2 separate regions of the Zea mays genome follow, and region 2 is linked to region 1. The links are chromatin contacts, called in public Hi-C maps. All regions are on one chromosome and are shown on one strand. Each heading gives the region's core, a stretch centred on a gene start, on an enhancer-like site or on the middle of the called end of the contact. The rest is flanking DNA. Distances are from core to core; before and after follow the strand shown. Region 1 holds the start of LOC100193699 (60S ribosomal protein L32-like). Region 2 holds the start of LOC103632986.

Evidence for each region. Hi-C and Micro-C count contacts between places; a contact is called where the count stands out from the background.
Region 2: a Hi-C map of leaf shows a contact between it and region 1, with 6 times the contacts expected there. The contact joins the promoter of LOC103632986 here to the promoter of LOC100193699 in region 1. A contact is called at or near these places in 3 of 25 Hi-C or Micro-C datasets (bundle sheath, ear and leaf).

The regions. Positions count from the first base shown.
Region 1 is chr7:141,771,485-141,776,614 of Zm-B73-REFERENCE-NAM-5.0, forward strand. It overlaps LOC100193699 (60S ribosomal protein L32-like), which reads left to right and starts at 2,392. Exons shown (of 4, transcript NM_001138791.1): 1 at 2,392-2,435; 2 at 2,562-2,651; 3 at 3,361-3,542; 4 at 3,851-4,191. The coding sequence starts at 2,562. The coding sequence ends at 3,980. It overlaps LOC100285927, which reads left to right. Exons shown (of 1, transcript NM_001158816.2): 1 at 1-92.
Region 2 is chr7:141,953,488-141,958,121 of Zm-B73-REFERENCE-NAM-5.0, forward strand. It overlaps LOC103632986, which reads right to left and starts at 1,935. Exons shown (of 4, transcript XM_008654688.3): 1 at 1,468-1,935; 2 at 1,250-1,372. The coding sequence starts at 1,741.

The DNA of each region.
Region 1 (5,130 bases), core at 1,142-3,641:
ATGTTGTGTTGTTCCGAGTGTTGTCTCGTTCTTAAATACGTAGTACGGCAGAACTCATGTCCCTGTTAGTAGGATTATTTCTTCTTCTCTTCTTCAGTTTTGGCCCAAAAGAAGAGAGAGAGACTGTTCTTCCATCCAATTCATGGGTAATCACTACAATCTACAGTGTCCAATGCTTTGAGACGTGCTAGCAGCTTACTGGATGAAATCAGGTCAACGTTTGACATTTCATCCATATGCTACGCGATCTAGGTAATAAGGCGCCATTTGGTTTTAGAGACTAAAGATTCACATATAGTCCCTAAATTGATAAACAACGGAACTAAAAGCGAGACTAAACCGATTTATTCTCTATCCCCTCAAATGGTGACTAAAAGGGACTAAAGCATATTAATTCTACACTTTGCCCTTAATTTTTTTAGTTGCATTTAGGGATGAAAACGGGACGGGTACCCGAGACGGGTACCGGATACGGGTATGAAAACGGGACAAATTTTCGGATACGGATACGGATAATTTTGTTGTCGGGACGGATACGGGTACTACCCGAATAATAATCACCGGATACGGGTAGGATACAGAATCACCAATACCCGGTAAATACCCGTATTTCTCGGGTCGGATACGGGTATCTCACGGTCGGGTACCCGGTGGCTACAGGATGCCGTTCATTTAATGTCTGCTCGTCTGGGCGTCTTCCGCGGCGTTCCGCCACGCACGTCTGCATGCGTCCTGCTGGCCCAACAGCCAAATTGGCAAGCGCCAAACTGCCCTGGTCCATTACTTGTGAATTTAAAAGGTGTTCTGCTCGTGTTCTACTCTTTACTTGTGAATTTAAAAGGTGTTGCATTCATCTGGTCACCCTTCATCTTGCCCTCTCAAAGCACTTTTGACCATATGTGGGAAGCGTATTATTTAATTTTTAGTAGCATAACATTAATTTAGTACGTTCTGGTTTTTTCTAGGGGAAATTGCTCTCTTTATTTGTGATTTAATCTTCGCTTAGTGATGGACATTAGAAATGTGAATCTATGAATGCAAGGTACATATGATTATTGAAGTCTTATGATTCTGAAGATAACATTATTTGGTAATCGACTTGTGTGTTATGCTTCGTTGAATCGTTGTGCACTAAAAATTTAACAAACAATTTGTATGTCGTTGCAAAGCACAGATATTACACTAGTTATGCTTATAAGAGGAGATACACTATCGTTTTTTAATTGTGTTGGTTCTTTGATGACCTTGTGATTATTATCGGTTTACTTTTCTATATTTGATCTATCATATATATGATTATTTATTGCTTAATTTATGTGTTTGTTGGATGGTTGGGCAATTAATGCCATCGGAACGAACTACCCGACAACTATCCGGTACCTACCTGATTAGTATCCGTTATCCGTTTCTTATCCGCCCGTATTATTACCCGGTCCCGTCCTGTATCCGTCCCGAATCTTAACTACCCGTATCCGGTCCCGTATCCGAGATAAATACATTAGGGTAGGATACGGGATGACCCTGTATCCGGCTGTATCCGTCCCGTTTTCATCCCTTGCATTATGGCGGGAGAACGTTAAGAAGCATTTTGGTCTTCTTATGAGTCATTTAATGTGTTCAAAATATTTTTAGTCCCTAAAACCAAACTTTAATCCTCCAATTAAAATTTAGTCCATGCACTAAACAAACCAAACAGTACCTAAATCTGAACCGTTTTGGTTGATACGAGACGAAGCATTGATGTTGCTTAAACTTGTGTTGTTGCCGCCTTGCCGGTTCCGTCCCGTGCGGGAGCTGGTAAACAGGTGTGTGCACCGCACGTGATCGATCGATGCCCCGGTGTCACATCAGAGTTCAGATCCTCCTATGATTGTGGCGTAGTTATCGAGTTCATCGCTCCCTGGAGTACGCTTGAACTGACCTGGGTTAAATTTTAAACTAGCTGCACCCACACTACGCAATTTGATTCAAAAACCGCTCCCTATGCTTTGAAGATCTGCGCCCGCGCGTCATTCGATGGAAAGCCACCTGCTCATGATCCAATTGGCTCTCTGCAACACCGGCACCGCCGCCGCCGCTTCTGTGAGAGGCAGTGGGGTTGGGGGGTGTGCCGAGCCCGAAATGACGAATGCGCAGTCCCAAGCCACGCGGCCCACTACAGTACCGGGTTCGCGTCCGGCCCGTTTGAACCATGTAGAAATAGAAGAAAAAAAGGTTTTATTGAACTGGACAGATACGCTGCGGCCCATTTAAGGTCACTCGCGTGGCGCGGCATCACCTCGCTTCGATGGGCTACGGCCCACTAGGCCTCCCGAGCCCACCAACCCTAGGGTTCTCTCCGGCGCCATAAGACCATCTCCTGTCCTCTCCCACTCCGCCGCCGCTGCTTACCGCCTATCTCGCCAGCACCGCCGCATCACCGAAGGTTCGCAAAGGTACAGCCACAGGCGGCGCGACCCCGACCACGATGTTCTCGAATTCCTTGCTCTCGTGCTACCGGATTTGTGGTTTGGTCCGTCCACCTGGTGTTTAATTGCTTTGCGTGACCTTTGCTAGTGCAGATGGCGGTGCCGCTGCTGACGCAGAAGATCGTGAAGAAGAGGGTCAAGCAGTTCAAGAGGCCCCATCTTGATCGCTACAAGTGCCTTAAGGTAGGAAAAACACCACCCGTTGCCTTGACCCTTGTTGTGCTTGTGCGTGCCAAGCGAGCATTTGGTAAGGCCTTCGTTGGTTCCTTGTTGGTCGACTGGCACTCCATTAGGTTCACCGAAAGAATGGCCACATGTGCACCAATTTGAATACCTTTTGCACGATTTCAGTTTGGACTAGCAGCTCGTTGGCCTGTGTCCGATTTAGATAGAAATCTTTGCTCCAGCGGCCTGAAATGCAAGCTTTGCTTGACAAGTACTGGATTAGCTCATTAGCATAATGCCTGCTTAGAGATCAAATCCCTTCTGTTTGTGGAAATTGATTAGTTTATGCTGATGTAATGCCACTGATTCTGTAAGTTTAGAAAATGCATATTACTTCTGAGTTCTGACCATGTTTGCAGCTCGAAATGTCCCTTGCACAATACTGTACCAGTTTAGCAAAATGCTCGTTGCTTCTAGCCATGCTGGTAACTGTATGGATCCAGAATTTGCCATACCATACCTAAACCTGCCAGAATTTTCCTTCCATTTTATTTCCTGTGGAGAGCCATGAATTGAGTCTCAGATATTACTTCTATCACTAGGTGTAAGTAGATATCCTATAAAAAGATGGGCACATCTTTCCAATGCATTGGCACTGTATATTTGAGTCATCTGCACTAGCATTTCTGTCTGTTGAAACTAATCTTGCTGACAATGTTTTCTGTAGCCAAGCTGGCGCAGGCCCAAGGGTATCGACTCCCGCGTCAGGCGTAAGTTCAAGGGATGCACCTTGATGCCCAACATTGGATATGGCTCCGACAAGAAGACCAGGCACTACCTTCCCAACAAGTTCAAAAAGTTTGTTGTTCACAATGTCTCCGAGCTGGAGCTGCTGCTGATGCACAACAGGTGATTTTTTCCCTTCTGTTTCACCTTTTGATGTTGCGACTCTTGCAGCAAACTTATTAGCTACAATGCTTGGATACAATGTAGCTTACACCTGAACTGAACAATACTAACTCCTAGTGATACGAGTAATTTAGCAGAAATTGCATGGTGCCCTCAGTCGTAGCAGCGAACCATTGGGATTGCCATTTCTGTTAGCCTAAAATATGCCTTCCTACTTTGTGATCTGTTACTCTTTGAGCTGTTAACATGCTTATGTATTTTGACGTTCCAAAAGCCTCTCTTCTTACACCCAATTTTCTGCAAAGCAGGACTTACTGCGCTGAGATCGCCCACAACGTGTCCACCCGCAAGCGCAAGGAGATTGTGGAGCGTGCTGCGCAACTGGACATCGTGGTCACCAACAAGCTCGCCAGGCTCCGCAGCCAAGAGGACGAGTGAAATGTTGAGTAGTTTTGATTGTGCTCTGCTGGTGTTGAAGATGTTACTGAGATTGATGTTCTTCTGTACCATTTCTATGCTTATGATAGACTTTTCATATCGACAAAATTATGCTATGAGTGAAAAGAGTTATGGGGAGTGCCATCTAGTTTTGACCGGACTCCATGCAGTGTGGAGCCTTGCAAGTAATGATAATGAACCTTTGAGTCTCAATCTGCATGCATTTTCTGAGGTTCAGAGCTCGTCCTAGTAATGAATACAAGGTTGGAGACTGAACCCAACATTTTTTGCACCGTGACGGGCCTAACGACGCGAGCCCATTTAAGGCCCAGAGACGGGATGGCTAGGCTCGTTTCCATGTACCCATACCACGCGCGGGGTCGCCTTTGCAATTTCGCCACGGTGTGTCGGCCGCTGTATCCTACGCCTGGTCGCCGGCCGGCCGCCTGCGGCCCGCACATCGCTCGACGACGAGCGTGGCCACGTAGTCTCCCCAGACCACATTCGACGACAGCCACAGGACGCGGCGGGACCATGCAAGGAGGAGAGCCCGGGACCATGCAGGGATAATTTCTAACTGGAGAAGCCCCCTAGTAGATGGCGGCGGTCAATCCTATTCCTCGTGTCCTGAATCACCTCCGTTGCGGGCGCCGAGGAGACCTCAGGCCTCCGCGCAGAAGTTGCTGTCAAGGAGACCCCGCGATCGGCTGGACGGAGAAGCAATCCGCAATCCGGCCAAGCCCGTCTCCAGCAATCATTCCATTCGTCATCATTGCACGTTATCCTCTGCTGCCTCTCGCTCTCGGCGGTGGAGCGCGAGCGGTAGGAGGTAGCTGCTCTATTCTCCGTGCCGTGCGCAGCGCGCGCGCGCGCGCACACACACAATCGGATCAGAGCAGAGCGCCCATTCAATCCGTTCTCTCCGATCCGCCCGCCGGGCAGGACCATACGACGGAACAAAACTACGCTGTGATCTCCATCACGCATTCATTCGTGTCCCGGGGCGGGGGCGGGGCATCATGAGCGCAGCGGGTGGAGCCGGTGATCGGTCGGATCGGGACGAGGGCCACCGCCGCCACCCGTTTGCCCGCTTCGCGCATGGCCGCAGATCGCGCACTGCACAAGCGTGCAGTGATCCTGATCCGTCGTC
Region 2 (4,634 bases), core at 685-3,184, 180 kb after region 1:
CAAATGACGGGATCTGTTCAAGTACATGAAAGAAGATGACATATAAATAAAAAACATGTGACGAGACATGCTGTTTTGCAAATAAATAGACGCCCATGTGACTAAGACAACATGTGGTGGAGGGCCACGACAAACTAGCAGACCCAAGAAAACAAGTCTTAAACGACACGCTCAAAGAAATCCTACCCACCTATACAAATATGTTGGACTTTTAAAGAAAAAGATGTTTTACCAAGAAACCAACAAATTCATCATGGCAGACTAGAGAACGAATCCAATGTATGTACAGGTCCACAGACAAGGAACGAATTCTCAGTATCAAGGGAACAGGTTTCCATGAAGCAAGGAGAGAGTTTCGAGACGACGGATACACATGGATCTCGGCTTCTGGAGTATGAAATTACTACTGACATATTAGTAATAACATACTAGTACTAGCTAAGTTCAGATCTACAGTTAGGACGGTGGCGTTTGGCAGAGCTGTCATTGCTCCACTCACAGCGATAATCACTCACACGTAGTTAAACGGTAAAAAAGTGAACTGCTCCATGGTCTGAGCGGGGTGAATTAGTCTTCATTTGTACTAGAGAGTGAGAGCAAAAAAAACCTGCTTCCCGGCACTCCTCCTAATCTGTCCCTCACTCTCCAACCCCTCAAGAATCACTTCACACAATATTTGTCAAACAGTTTTCGTCACATAGATTCATTTCTACTAGAGAATCATTCATAATCATTCCATTGAAAAATTAACTCTCAGCTTTAGAGAATCATGGAGCGGAGCTCTGCCAATAGCCAATAGAGCCGAAGCTACAAATACGAGCCCGAAGCTACAAATACAACATACTCCAACTGCTGTACTACATCGTTATCACAAAAGTATCGCCCCAACTCCAAGGAAAACGAGAAAGTAGCCACGCTTTGCCTTTGAGCTAATGCGACCCAAGAGCCACGCAGGCTTTTATTCCAGGCGCCCACACGAGTACCACCATCTCACTATGCCCATGTGACTTTTGCGCCCCTCCCTCTTCAACCGGCGAACAGGAGGGAAATGCAACCTTTTGCGGCGTTTCCCTTTTCAAAAGTATCGCAAAAATGCAGTACGGGAAAACAACAAAAAAGCGCAAGATGCCACACTCAATCTATGCAAATCGATTTATGTAACATCCTCTGAACTTAACCCCACTTTCGATTTTGTGACATCCCAAAACGCAGGACGCAAATGAGGCAAACAACAGCAGCGAGCGATTACCTGCTGCAATCACCTTGTCCTCAACAGAACTGTCAACTTCTCCCGCAGATCCGCGCAGCGCCGCGCCTCCTCCATTGGCCTCGCCCGTGCCAATCTCCTCTCGCTGCCGTCCTCCTTCCTCACCTGCAAGGGAACGAACACGCAGGGCCATCCCATCAGAAGCAATGAACGGACAGATAAAATCAAGCGAGAATCACCAGCTAAAGCAGCGGACGTACCGAGCACCGTCCGCCCGGCCGCATTGCGGTTGCCGGCGACGTCCTCCCGCTCACCCACGCAAACCCCGACCCCCACAACGGCTTCGTCAACCTCCGCCACCACTGCCTCCTCCGCAGCCTCCGGCAGCGCCTTGCCGCAGTGCTTGCGGTGGGAACGGCGGAGCTTGGCGCTGGGGTTCGGGTTTGGGTACTGGTACCCGCAGACGTGGCAGAGGTGGCCCCCGCTGAGCGCCGCCGCCTCCTTCCAGCCGTGCCGCTTCTCGTTGGTCTCCATGGCCCGGGCTCCGTTCCGACAATGGATGAGGCCAGCCGCGGCGGCGATGATGTAACGGCGATCGGCGATGAAGGCTACCGCTGCTCCGTTTTGAATGGGGGGGCTTGGGTTTGGGTTTGGGTTTGGGAAATGTGAGTTGCGGGCGGCGTGGGGGAGGGAAGGGCAGGGCTTTGTCGGCTTTAACAAGCCACCTGCGCGTGACTATGACGGGTGGAGCCGTGGTAGGTAGGTCCCAGACGTCGGTGAGTGTGGGACGCCCAAGTGGATCCATCAATGCGGGCCATGTGCGCGCCGGGGCGGAGAGGGAAATAGGAAATTCCCTTGGCCCATTGGTTTTTTCTGGGCACTGGATCTGGTGGTGGTCTGTGGAGGGACTTGGAGGGAAGGGACAGGTGTGGTCCCACCTGGAAGTGAGGTCGTGCAGGTCCAGTACCAAACTTCGCTGGATCTGGCCGTGGGTGCGTGATGGACGGCTGAGGTTGCGGGTGAGGACAGGAGGAACCGAGCCCGTCACGCCCGTGGAGACGAACAACTTGAAAGCGACAAGTCTTGGCCTCTTGGGGCCTGCTTTGTGCCTTTTTGGGCACTGGGCGTGGGCGTGGGCGTGGGCGTGGGTTATGGCACTATTTGTCTCCGTTTGTTTAGCTTTTAAACATCTAGTTTTTTACTTTAGTAAAAAACGGTTAAAATTAATGTAAACATAGAATCGGACAAGTCAATGTGATAGTATAAAACCATCACTTTTTCATCCTAAATTCTGTAAACTATTTTATCTTTATCTATATGTATTCTCCACGAAATTCAGGTTCTCTCCACAGCTATATAAAAACTGAATCAAATAGGCCCTCTGTCCTTATGCTTCGTCGTGTTTCTTAGACTGTCTTCAACGCATGCCCCCACGCGCCCCCTCCCCTATTACTGTTGCTGGGATAGGGGCTACAGTACCCCTCTATCCCCTTCATCGCGTTCCTCCTCCTCTTCCCTCCCGATTTCTTCTCTCTCCCGCTAAATGGATGGCGACGCTACGGCGGAGAAGTTTCTCGCAGCCGCTTCCTTCCCAGACAAGAGCGCGCGCTCGGAATACTCCGAGGACGACGCCCGAGGCGATCCGCGGGCGACCGAACCGCCGCCGGAGAAGGTACGCGTCGATCCGCCGTCGCCCGCGAAGCGTTTGTCTTCCTCCGGCCGACGAGCAGCAGTGGGGCTCGTCCACGCGACTCCGCCGTCAACCTTCGCGGACCGGCGACCCGGCCGATCCGTGCGAAGACGCCGGCGTCGTTCGTCGCTGTCCGCCGGAACGTTTGGGTTGGGGTCGAGGTCGAAGGGAGGTCATCCATTCGCCGACAGATCTACGCTCAGTCGATCTGCGTCTTTCGAGGTACAAGGTCCAAGGTACGCTTCGTCGCATCGCCTTCGTGTACACCTCGGATTGATCCGGGTTCCTTCCAAACCGTACCTAGGGTTACCACTAGGGTTTACTTGTACTTTACCTTGTTTCTGCGCTACGATTTATGTGTTCATCGCCTACTTTGACTGGTTAGGGTTGCGGTTATGTCCGACATCTGATGCGACAATTGTTTATGTACAAGAACCAAGTTTGATATTGTGGTACACATAGATCTGAACTTGTCCTCAATCACGTATTGCTAACTGATATGTGCTTATGAATTAAAAAATTGATGCTTCCTTACTATGGTACAAAGGAAACAACATTGAGACTTGAGTGTCATTTGCATATTCCTCATCCTCGTTTACTCATGTTTGTGACTCCACCATTTTCTCTTTTGCGAATTGATTTGCAGTCATGTGGATTGAATGTTTTTTGTTCAATGTTGCTGGTAGAGATATCCATGTTAATGTTCCTAGTATAAGAACTAAGTACCAGTGCCGTTCAATTCCCCAACACAACCCCTTGTTCCTTCCATATTGATTACTTCAAATTGGTGTTAGTTCCTCTGTCTAAGAATTGGACATCTCACCCTTCAATTTTGAGTAGTCTTTCCTTACATGACCAACTGTTGCATGCAACTAACGAAACCTTTACTTATTATGCAGCTTGATAAAATAATTTGATTATTTGACGTCCTCTTCAACTAATTGAGGTTCTAACTCCTTTTTCGCTATAGTACATTGTTTTTTATGAATTGCATAAGTCTGTCTCCATGTTTTCTGTCTGTGCTTTCATGTGTTCTGTGCAGCTGTAGCTTATTATATGCAACCATCTCACGTACCAAAGCCACGATACATGTGTGCAAATACTTTACCAGTGCATACAAAAACAACCAACAGTTGTTTGCTAACTGCCATCAGCACATTAGTTTCTTAAATTGAAATATTACTTTTTTATATTGCAACCCACAGATGTTTCCTAAGTGCCATGAACACTTTAATTTCACCAATTAGGAACAAGACTGCCCCTAATTTTTTCATGTATGCACCTTGTCTAGCCAAGGAGGTACTGGTTGAGTATACGAATCAAGATGAGCAGCCATGATGCCAAAGTGCTGCAACACTTGGTCCTCAATCTTGCATCCTCAGTGGAAACTGGTGCTTTCAATATTAGAAGCTTTCTAGAAGAGGCTTTCCGGCATTTGGGTGACGAGCATTACCTTCTCAATGCTCTACTTGCAATTCGAAAGGAGGTAGACCAGATGGAGCAGGACGCACTTGAGAGCAAAGCAAGGTCTGGCCCAGAGAAGGAGAGGATGGAGGAACAAATTAGCCTTGTGGAGCCTGTGAAGCCAGTGCCTAGACAAATTACTTTCACCCCCCTTCCTCCCCAGAACTGTATGAGGCCAGTGACAATGACTCCTACGACTCCGACAGGTCCACTAGGTATAGCATTTGGAACCTGTAATTGTGGTACGTAGACTACAGTGTTACTGGTAGTAAT